Linked DNA regions of Macaca mulatta: region 2 is linked to region 1. Evidence: chromatin contacts called from public Hi-C data. All regions are on one chromosome and are shown on one strand. Each heading gives the region's core, a stretch centred on a gene start, on an enhancer-like site or on the middle of the called end of the contact. The rest is flanking DNA. Distances are from core to core; before and after follow the strand shown. Region 1 holds the start of VKORC1L1 (vitamin K epoxide reductase complex subunit 1 like 1). Region 2 holds the start of LOC114676889.

Region 1 (6,103 bases), core at 2,681-5,180:
CACGGTGAAACCCCGTCTCTACTAAAAACACAAAAAACTAGCCGGGCGAGGTGGCGGGTGCCTGTAGTCCCAGCTACTCCGGAGGCTGAGGCAGGAGAATGGCCTAAACCCGGGAGGCGGAGCTTGCAGTGAGCTGAGATCTGGCCACTGCACTCCAGCCCGGGCTACAGAGCAAGACTCCGTCTCAAAAAATAAATAAATAAATAAAAATAAAAATAAAAAATAAAATATTCTGCATATTAGTTTCTCTTGCACAACTTCAAAATTCTTTTAAATGAACACGTCTTTATACTATGCCATGAAGTCAGCAATAAACTACATTAAAACAATGTTTAGGCCGGGCGCGGTGGCTCAAGCCTGTAATCCCAGCACTTTGGGAGGCCGAGACGGGCGGATCACGAGGTCAGGAGATCGAGACCATCCTGGCTGACACGGTGAAACCCCGTCTCTACTAAAAAAAAAATACAAAAACTTAGCCGGGCGAGGTGGCGGGCGCCTGTAGTCCCAGCTACTCGGGAGGCTGAGGCAGGAGAATGGCGTAAACCCGGGAGGCGGAGCTTGCAGTGAGCTGAGATCCGGCCAGTGCACTCCAGCCTGGGCGACAGAGCAAGACTCCATCTCAAAAAAAAAAAACAAAAAACAAAAAAACAACAATGTTTAAACATATGAGTATGTACAAGAAACTAAAGGCATTTATCATCAAACACTGAAAAAAAAAGAACATCTCCAATCAATGGTAACAGCTATAACTGAGGACAGGCTTTATTTCAGGAACATACATGTATCACTTTTCATCATAACACTAACCTGGCAAAGTAGGTTTTTTTGTTTATTTTTTCTTTTTTTGAGACAGAGTCTCTCTCTACCACCCACGGTGGAGTGCAGTGGCACCATCATGGCTCACTGCGGACCTCAGCCTCTCTCTCTCAGGCTCAAGTGATCCTCACACTTCAGCCTCCCAAGAAGCTGGAAATACAGGCATGTGCCACCATGCCCGGTTAATGTTTGTATTTTTCGTAAAGACTGGGTTTCACCCTGTTGCCCAGACTGGTATGAAACTCCTGAGCTCAACAGATCTGCCAGGTGTCAGCCTCCCAAAGTGCTGGGATTACAGGTGTGAGCCACTGCACCCGGCCCTAAGTAGGTGTTAAAATCCCTATTTAACATAAGAAACTGAAGCACCATGAAGACTAAGTCACAAGTCTAAGAACTGGGAGAGGTGGAAGCCCACCCAGATCCCTTAGATTTGAGCTCAGTGTACCAAACCAAGGGAGCAGAGAGTGCTAACTTAATGTTAGCTGGCAGGCAGATGCAGGTTTGCAGCAGTTTTCACCGATTTATGGGAAAATGGGAAAAAGTAAGGACACGAAAGTACAGACGAGGTTTCACCATGTTGGCCAGGCTGGTCTAGAACTCCTGACCTCATGATCCACCCGCCTCGGCCTCCCAAAGTGCTGGGATTACAGGTGTGACCCACCATGCCTCAGCCTTCCACAGTGCTGGCTTCCCAAAGTGCTGGGATTACAGGCATGAGCCACTGCACCCAGCCAAGAAAAGTCAATTTTAAGCACTTAAGCAGGCCAGGCGCGGTGGCTCACGCTTGATTCCCAGCACTTTGGGAGGCAGAGGCGGGTTGGATTACCTGAGGTCAGGAGTTCGAGACCAGCCTGGCCAATATGGTGAAACCCCATCTCTACTAAAAATACAAAAATTAGCCGGGCATGAAGGCAGGTGTCTCTAATCCCAGCTACTCAGGAGGCTGAGGCAGGAGAATCACTTGAACCTGGGATGCGGAGGTTGCAGTGAGCCGAGATCATGCCATTGCACTCCAGTCTGGGCGACAAGAACAAGACTCCGTCTCAAAAAAAAAAAAAAAAAAAAAGGAACTTAAGCATACAGTAAGTACTCTTTCCATGCTCCAATGTTAAAAGGTCCATTTATTACAGACTACTTGTTTCGAAAACAAATCTAAAATTGGTAATAATTCTGCTTAAATTCCATATTAAACTAGGATCAAAAGTTATTTTTAGTTCTTGTTTCTTAAATACTTGAAATGTGCTGCTGCATAATGTTTTCCTTAAATATTTATTCATTCAACTAACTTTGGGTGGAAGGTACTTGTAAGTTTAAAAGTCCTTTCTGAAAGTGGAAATAACATAACAATGTTTGCATAAAAGACACTCAGTGGTTTTCAAAGGGTATCTGGGAGTCTAATCAGCCTATTAACTTTGTTCTGAATAACCAACAACAAATGTGAGCTTTTTGTCACATCTACGTATCTTCCCCTGTAAACTGATACCTACATTTGAAATGCATTTTTAAAATGTTTCATTTGGCCCTATGATAATTATTTCTCCTCTAAAAAGCAACAGGATTTTGGTTTAAGAGCAAATGAGACAGAGTATCTGGTCCATGAAAAAGGCTAAGTGGAAAGATCAGCTCCCTGAATTTTGTAATCAATAACAAGACAAACTCCAATGCTACCTTGTTCATATAATTAACAATATGTGAGTTGAAATAAACTAGTGAGCTACACATTTCTGATACATACCAATTTACCAATCAAAAGGAGAGGAAGAAATCGCTCAAATGTGACTACTGTTAACAAACATCTAAATATCAGACATATTCTCTATTAAAATCGTAACCTATACATTTTGAAATCATTCCTTCGACTTATTTTTTTAATCGCCCCATTTAAAAAAACAACAACAAAAAAAACAGCAGCCACTTTTGAAATGTAAATTCCCCCTTTTTCAAAGTAACTTGCCTAGGAAAATTTAATGCATTAAAATAAAACGTAACAGACAAACCAATTACAACATTTAAAAAAAAAAAAACTAAAATGATTAGTAACACAAACCAATCGCTCCAGTTTAGCAAAGGGTGTGTTTTTAATCTGTTGTGGGTATCCTATTATACTAATAGGCAACAACGTTTAAAAGTCGTCCCAATGCCTAAAACACCACCATACACATAACATACTTGCCCTTTACTCCAATGAAGCTTGAACTAGACCCAAACTCAGACCATTTTCCCCTCCTGGCACACTGAAATATACGAGGGAGAATCCAAGAAATCAGATATGTTAAGTGCTGGTATCTTCTTCCAGAGTAGGGCCAAATTCGTGTTTGCCAGCAAATGTCACCGTCCCAATAAGTCTGCAAATTCTCACTAGCGCTGGAGTACAAAGAGGCCTGACCACGGAAACACCTGTCCTAGCACCAGGAAGACAGTGGGAAACGCAACCCCCCTGTCTCCGCGCCGGCCCCAAAGCCTCGGCTGCAGCGATCGGGGGAACAAGAGGTGGCCGCTGGTCTTGCGGGTGCGGCGGACAGGGTCCCACATCCCCGGCCCGCCTCCCGAGAACCAGGAAACCTGTCAAGCCGGCCTGGACCCACCCTCCGCAGCCCCCTCGCGCTCCTGCCCAGCCCGGCCCCAGCCCGCCCGACCGCTCCGCGTCCGCCCCGGCCTCCCGGCTGCACTCTGCCACCTCATCCCTCCCGGCTGCCTCGCGGCCCCGCCACCTCCTCCCCGCGGCCTTGGCTGAGGCCGCCCCCCGGGCAGGAGCGCCCTGCAGCCGCCCCTCGCCCGGCCCCGACCCCGTCCGTCCCCTCAAGGCCCGGTCCCCGCCGCCCCCAGGCCTGAGCTCCCGCCGCGCGCTCCCCACCCCCAGACTCCGCCCTCGCCCCGCTCAGCCGCTCCCGGCCCACTCCCCCAAGCCGGTTACCTGGAGGCAAGGGCGGCGGAGCACTTCACCCAGGGCCCCAGGTCGCAGAGGGCCCGGTGCTCGGGGTCCCGCTCCTTCTCCCGCTCCACGTGGTAGGCGTAGATGGAGAGCAGAATCCCGGCAGCGCACACTGCATACCGGGCCACCCGCTCCCACCGCGGCACTGACACTCTCAGCAGGACGGGCGCCGCCATCTTCCCCCCGCCGCCGCCGCCGCCACCTCCTCCCTCCGCCTCCACCTCAGCCGCCGCCGCCCGTCGGGGCCCGACCCAGCCGCCGCCGCTGCCGCCACCGCCTCCGCCGCCGCCGCCACCACCGCCGCCGCCGCCGCGCCCCATTGGCTCGGTCGCCTGCTCCGGGCCCCGCCCCCACAGGAGCGCGGCCCAACCGCCCCGAAAGGAGTGAGGCGGACGGGGCGGGGAAGGCGCGCGCGGGCGTGGAGGGAGGGGGTGGAGTGCGCAACCGCCGGGGAGGCCGGATCGGCCGGCGGAGGCTGAGGCGGCGCGGCGCGGGGCGGCGGGCGCGAGGGGTGGAGCCCGGGGCAGAGAGGGGCGGGGCAGGGGAGGAGAGGGGCGGGGTAGGGGAGGGGCGGGGCTGAGCGGGTCCGCGAGGGAGGGGCTTAGAGGAGCAGTGTAAGGAGCACATTGCAAGGATGCCACTGTGGGTGACTGGGCGAGCCGTGGGCCCCTCCTGAGGATGGCAATCAATTGCCATCCTTTTCTCCTTTTTCGTCGTTATCACTTGATATTTCTGACCCAATCTAAATCAACCCTGGCCAATGCTTGGAGCTCCAGAGCCACACTCCTATGAGCTAATCTTCCCACCACCACCTCTGTGGGACTCTGTGTTCGACCTGTACAAAACTTTTTTTTTAATGTGCAAAGCTATGTTTTAAATTTAAAAACTATTTTTTAAAAAATGATTTATGGACCGGGTACATTGGCTAACACCCGTAATCCCAGCACTTTGAGAGGCCGAGGCAGGTGGATCACCTGAGGTCAGGAGTTCGAGACCAGCCTGGCCTACATGGTGAAACCCCGTGTCTACTAAAAATACAAAACACAACAACAAAAAAATTAGCCGTGTGTAGTGGTGGGCGCCTGTAATCCCAGCTACTGGCGAGGCTGAGGCAGGAGAATCGCTTGAACCCAGGAGGCAGAGGTTGCAGTGAGCCGAAATCGTTCCACTGCACTCCAGCCTGGGCGATACAGTGAGAGTCTCAAAAAAAAAAAAAAAAAAAAAAAAAAATTTACGATTGTCTTGCTTCTCTGTAAGCTGAATTTGAGGTGGCTTACCACAAGTCATATAATATAGAACAATATAAAGATGAGCTAATACAATCAGGACGAAGAAAAAGAAAAGTCAGAATAAAATGAAAGGCCAGGAATAAGAACACAGATAAGCAGGCCATAGCGGCTTACACAGTTATTAAAATTGCATCATAAATTTGGCTCTGAGCTTCCCAGTGGCCAAAACTAAAAGGAAAACAGATGTGTGTACTTTTCTCACTGTCTTTAAGAAGAAACACAGTGTTCTTAGAGATTTTCAGTTTCCCTGGTTGCAGCTTTCAATTTTTCAGGGGCATTATATAGTGATTTTGAGTATTAAGCAATATCTTTGTATTCGTTATCTATTGTTGGGTAAAAATCACCCCAAATTTAACAGCTTAAGAAACAATAAATTATTTTTTTCCTCACAGTTTCCATGGGCTAGGAATCTGGGTGAGGTTAGCTGTGTCCTCTGGCTCAGGCTCTCACGAGGATACAATCAAGCTGTCAGCCAGGGCTGCAGCTCTCCCAAGGCTTCAGATTCCTCTTTCAAACTCACTTCCACGGCTGCTGGCAGGCCTCAGGTCCTCTCTGGCTGTTGGCTGGAGACATCATTTCCTGTCCACTTGCACCTCTTGTTGAGAAGCGGCAGGCTTACCCCAGGGAGAGGGAGGGGAAAGAGGAAGAGACAGAAAAAGAAAATGAGAGTGAGATCACAGTCCTTTTTTGAAAACTAATCCCAGAAGTGACATCCCATCACTTTTACGTAGTCTATTGCTACTTAGAAAATAGTCCCTAGGTCCAGCCAGGTGCGGTGGCTCACACCTGTAATCCCAGAATTTTGGGAGGCCAAAGTGGGTAGAGCACCTAAGGTCAGGAGTTCAAGACCAGCTGACCAACATGGTGAAACCCCATCTCTACTAAAAATACAAAGATTAGCCGGACATGGTGGCACATGCCTGTAATCCCAACTACTTGGGAAGCTGAGGCGTGAGAATCGCTTGAACCTGGGAGGTGGAGGTTGCAGTGAGCTGAGCTCACATCATTGCACTCCACTTGGCTTACAAGGAGAAACTCCATCTCAAAAAAAGAAAAAAAGAAAGAA
Region 2 (5,546 bases), core at 457-2,956, 120 kb after region 1:
TGAGTCAACTAACTAATTAATGTGAGATGAAACAATGTCCTATGCTTTGGTAAATTCGAACGATGTTTAAACAATGTCTATAATGTGACTTTCAAAAAGCTCCTGGCTTTACAAAGGTGAGATTATAATGTAGTAATAATGCTAAAGCATGTCCCCCTGCAGATGAGCATGTTGTAACTTTCATCAGTCACACTGAGAGTCCAGAAGATGAAGGAAAAGGTCGTGGATTTCACTGAGAACTTACCAGAGTTGAACTCCCTCACTTTCTGTTGCCCAACATTGGCAGGTTCTGGAACTGGTGGCTGTGGTGGCTCGTTGGTCTTTGGTCTCTTAGAAGATGGAGAATCATCATCATCTTGAAAAAGAAAATGGTCATTACTGAAGGAATCATCTTAGGTTACAGCCACCTCCTAGTCAATTCCCAACATTCAAAAGGTAAGTGGCTTTAAAACTATTTTGAGTATTAATAATTATTCCTGTATTATGATCATTAGCATACCTTTTTCTAGTTGCATCTGAAATTTTATTTTTTTGGGATGTGCTCGAGTGAATACTGTTTTATCCTCTGTCTTGCTTCATTATTTTTTAGTTTGCTTCATTTGAATCATCATTACAAATCTCCCCTTGCCCTCAAATAACTCTGAAATTGCTGCCAAGAACTATATTCTATTTTAAGGCTTTTCAGAAAAAACTTTCAACAAAGACAGCCACCTAAAGTTATACAAATACAGAAGAAAGGGGATATAATAAAGCTTAGACTGGAAAAAATATTTAAGCTTATACAAAATTCAAGCATACATAAACAAGGGAAGCTGGATAATTGTATGTTCAAATACTTTTAATAAGTGCAAAACGTATATGCTTAAAGAAATAGGGCTGGCCGGGCGTGTTGGCTCATGCCTGTAATTCCAACACTTTGGGAGGCCAAGGCAGGCAGATCACTTGAGGTCAGGAATTCAAGACCATCCTGGCCAACATGGTGAATGAAACCCCATCTCTACTAAAAATACAAAAATTAGGCTGGGCGTGGTGGCTCACACCTGTAATTCCAGCACTTTGGGAAGCTGAGGTGGGCGGATCACCTGAGGTCGGGAGTTCAAGATCAGCCTGACTAACATGGAGAAACCCTCTCTCTATTAAAAATACAAAATTAGCCAGGTATGGTGGCACATGCATGTAATCCCAGCTACTCAGGAGACTGAGGCAGGAGAATCACTTGAACCCAGGAGACGGAGGTTGCAGTAAGCCGAGATGATGACATTGTACTCTAGCCTGGGCAACAAGAGCAAACTCTGTCTCAAAAACAAAAACAAAAACAAAAACAAAAAAATATTAGCCAGATGTGGTGGCGCCTGTAATCCCAGCTATCTGGGCAGCTGAGGCAGGAGAATCGCTTGAACCCAGGAGATGGTAGTTATGGTAAGCTGAGATCGTGCCACTTTACTCCAGCCCGGGTAACAGAACGAGACCCTGTCTCAAAAAAAATAGGGCTATATTATTTATGAAACAGATACTGTTGACTCAGTCACCAGAAAGCCAAGGTCGCCAACATTAGACAAATTCGCTGGAGGACCTATGTATGTGCTTTGAAAGACAAAACTGCTTTTGTAAAGAATACTGTATTTTAGAAAAACATAATCACATTAACAACTAATAACACTGTAAAATTAACTATCTAGAGACATAATCTCATTCTATTGCTCAGGATGGAGAGCAGTGGGATGATCAAAGCTCACTGTAGCCTTCAGCTCCTGGCCTCAAGTGATCCTCCTGCCTCAGCCTCTTAAGTAGTTTGGGCCACAGGTGGACACAGGTGCACCTGACTCTTTTTTGCTTGTTTTGTAGAAGCAGGGTTTCACTACATTGCCCAGGCTGGTCTCAAGCTCTGGAGTCTCGCTCTGTCGCCCAGACTGGGGTGCAGTGGTGCGATCTCGGCTCACTGCAACCTCCGCCTCCTGGGTTCAAGAGATTCTCCTGTCTTAGCCTCCCGAGTAGCTGGGACTACAGGCATGCGCCATCATGCCTGGCTAATTTTGTATTTTTAGTAGAGATAGGGTTTCTCCATGTTGGTCAGGCTGGTCTTGAACTAACCTCAGGTGATCCGCCCACCTCAGCTCCCCAAAATGCTTTGATTACAAGTGTGAGCCACCACACCAGGCCTAATTTTTGTATTTTTTGTAGAGACTGGGTTTCACCAAGTTGGCAAGGATGGTCTCGAACTCCTGACCTCAGGTGATCCACCCGCCTCAGCCTCCCAAAGTGTTGGGATTACAGGCGTGAGCCACCGCACTTTCTTATGTTATTAAATAGCCCAGGAGGGTGCGGTGGCTCAGGCCTGTAATCCCAACAACTTTAAAGGCCAAGGTGAAAACATGCTTGAACCCAGGAGTTAGAGACCGGCCTGGGCAACATAGCAAGACCCCCATCTCTACAAAACACACAAAAATTAGGCCAGGTGAGCACGGCGTCCGGCTAATTTTTGTATCTTTTGTAGAGATGGGGTTGTGTCATGCTGCCCAGGCCCGTCTTGAACTTCTAAGCCCAAGCTATTCTCCTGCCTTGGCCTCCCAAAGTGCTGGAATAACAGGGCCCAGGCAGCCTCATGTTTTCTTTAAGCAGTCCCTCCCGGTTGTACACTTGGATAGTTTTTCTTTTTTTTTTAAATACAGGGTTTACCTCATTCTCGCAGGCAGGAGTTCTGTGGTGGGATCATAGCTCACTGGAGCCTTGAACCTTGGTGTTCAAGTAGCTGGGAGGCTGAGGTTGGACTACAGAGATGGGGTTGCGCCATATTGCTAGGCTGCTCTTGGCCTGAAGGGATCCTCCCACCCCGGCCGCGCCCGGACATTCTTTTCTATTTTTGACCGACATAAATACTGCGCTGGGTGGGAGTTTATCAGCTACCCCTTTCCAGCCCGCAACACACAAGAACTGGCCGAGAGGTCGCCGTTACCAGGCTCCACTCTGAGAAGACTGCCCAGCTCCAGGCACTGCCCGTGACGTGGCAGAAGACCCGCCCCTGTGACGTCACCGAAGGCACCCCCCCCCCCCCCACCAAGAAGGCGCAAAGGCCCGCCCCTCACGCGGAGCCAATCGGAACTCGAGGTGGGAGTGCTGGGTCTTCCAGGAGCGCGCTTGCGCGCGAGGGTGACTACCGGCGGCCGGCTGGTATGTCATGTCCGCAGGCTTCAACCCAGCGGCCGCCACCCATAAGCTACCAGGAGGAGCTTTACCACCACCTGGACTACTATACCTGCCTGACTTCCCGGCCTGCGGGGTCCGCGCAGCAAAGACCTGACGCTACTGGAGCAGGCGCTGTGCACCTACCGGCTGGCGCCTGGTGGGTACCAGCGCAAGGTCGCCCAGAAGCTCCTCAATGGCCGGCGCAAGCGCCAGCCAGCACCAGCTGCAGCCCGGGCGGCGAACTCGCCTCAGCTGAGCCTGGGTACGTGCACCCCCCAACACTTCCCCCAGCCAGGTTTCGGGAACCTCGGGAGCGTCCCCCACTGCCCGGTGCCACTGGTGCTGGGCAGGGAGGGTTGGCCCCATCTGAGGCTGTCCTGTATTAGGGAGCTGCACCAGCTTGACCTCTGACTGCCGTTGCAATAGCATTAAAACCTTTGGAACTTTGTAGGTGGGTAGAAGGGGCTAGGAAACAAAGAAAACATCTTTTTAAAAATTTATATAAGAGATTGGCCGGGCGCAGTGGCTCACACCTATAATGCCAGCACTTTGTGAGGCCGAGGTGGGTGGATCACGAGGTCAGGAGTTGAAGACCAGCCTGGCCAGCGTGGTGAAACCCCGCCTCTACTAAAAATACAGAAATTAGCTGGGCCTGGTGGCGGGCGCCTGTAATCCCAGCTACTCGGGAGGCTGAGGCAGAGAATTGCTTGAACCCGGGAGGCGGAGGTTGTAGTGAGCCGAGATTGCGCCTTTGCACTCCAGCCTGGGCAACAAGAGCAAAACTCCGTCTCTAAATAAGTAAGTAAGTAAGGAGAGAGAGAGAGAGAGAGAGAGAGAACGAAAAGAAAAGAAAAGAAAAAAAGAAAGAAAGAAAGAAAAAAGCAAGTAAGTAAATAAATAAGATTTTCAAGGCCGGGCATGGTGGGTCACACCTAAATAAGCAAATAAATTGGACTTTCAAGGCCAGGCATAGGGGGTCATACCTATAATCCCAGCACTTTGGGAGGCCCAGGCAGAAGGATTGCTTGAGCCCAGGAGTTCGAGACTAGTCTGGGCAACAGGGCAAAATCCTGTCTCTACCAAAAGCACAAGATAAGCTGGGCATTGTAGTGCGCACCTGTATTCTGAGCTACTCAGGAGGCTGAGATGGGAGGATGGTTTGAGCCCGGGAGACAGAGGCTGCAGTGACCTGAGATCGTACCACTGAACTTCAGCCTGGGTGACGAGCCAGACCCTGTCTCAAAATAATAATAATAATAATAATAAATTCATACAGTTTAGTATGGTTTAGTAAGTTTCAGCAGGCAGATTGTCAGGGTAAGATGGATTGTTATATATATACTTACATATATAACAATATGTATATTTATATACTTATTTATTTTAGCAGAGATAGGGTCTCCCTATGTTGCCAGGCTGGTCTCAGACTCCTGAGCTCAAGCAATCCTCCTGCCTTGGCTTCCTAAAGTGCTCACATTGCAGGTGTGAGCGACCACACCTGGCCTATAAGGGGAATTTAAGGGACTCTCTACTATGATGTCCCTTCTCCCAGTCCCTTTCCCCATGTAGAAGAGGGTTCTGCTGAGTGACTGGCATTTGCTTATATTTCTCAGTGCTATGCACAGTGTAATGGAAAATGCACAGACTGGCTCAAGAGCCCAGGGATTTCAGTTCCAGGCCAAGCTCATCCACTGACTGAGTCAGTCAAACCTCTTTGGATTTCAGATTCTTCATCTGATTAACATAGATAACACTTATCCCATAGTACACTGCAAAGATGACATGTGATGGTGAACAAGTTAGTTTCCCTTTAAATATTAAGAATTAGGCCAGGTGCAGTGGCTCACACCTGTAACCCCAACACTTTGGGAGGCTGAGGCGAGTGGATCACAAGGTCAGGAGTTCGAGACCAGCCTGGCCAATATGGTGAAACCCCGTCTCTACTAAAAATACAAAAATTAGCTGGGTGTGGTGGTGGGCACCTGTAATCCCAGCTACTTGGGAGGCTGAGGCAAGAGAGTCACTTGAACCCTGGGAGGCGGAGGTTGCAGTGAGCATAATCACACCACTGCACTCTAGCACCTGGGTGACAGAGTGAGACTTGGTTTCAAAAAAAAAAAGAAAAAAAGAAAAAAGGATGAGATTGGAGAGGGCCTTCATTCCTCCTAGAAATATGGATTTCACTGTCGCCTACCGCACAGGGCCTTCACCATCTCTGCCGTCTGGAGAATTTATTCCCACCTGGCAGTTGGACCATGCTAGTAGCCTGTCCATTTCCTGCAGAGAAAAGAGAGAGTTATTGGTAATACATGCATATATATAAAACAAGTGATAATATTTGGATCGTATACAATACTCATGAT

The links. A called contact is a pair of places that touch in the nucleus more often than the background predicts.
Region 2: a contact with region 1 is called in a Hi-C map of cortical neurons, with 6 times the contacts expected there. The contact joins the promoter of LOC114676889 here to the promoter of VKORC1L1 in region 1. A contact is called at or near these places in 2 of 14 Hi-C or Micro-C datasets (CD4 T cells and cortical neurons).

The regions. Positions count from the first base shown.
Region 1 is chr3:59,197,869-59,203,971 of T2T-MMU8v2.0, forward strand. VKORC1L1 (vitamin K epoxide reductase complex subunit 1 like 1) reads right to left here and starts at 3,931. Exons shown (of 3, transcript NM_001266931.2): 1 at 3,731-3,931. The coding sequence starts at 3,924.
Region 2 is chr3:59,320,989-59,326,534 of T2T-MMU8v2.0, forward strand. It overlaps LOC114676889, which reads left to right and starts at 1,707. Exons shown (of 3, transcript XM_077998165.1): 1 at 1,707-1,737; 2 at 2,893-3,445. The coding sequence starts at 1,707.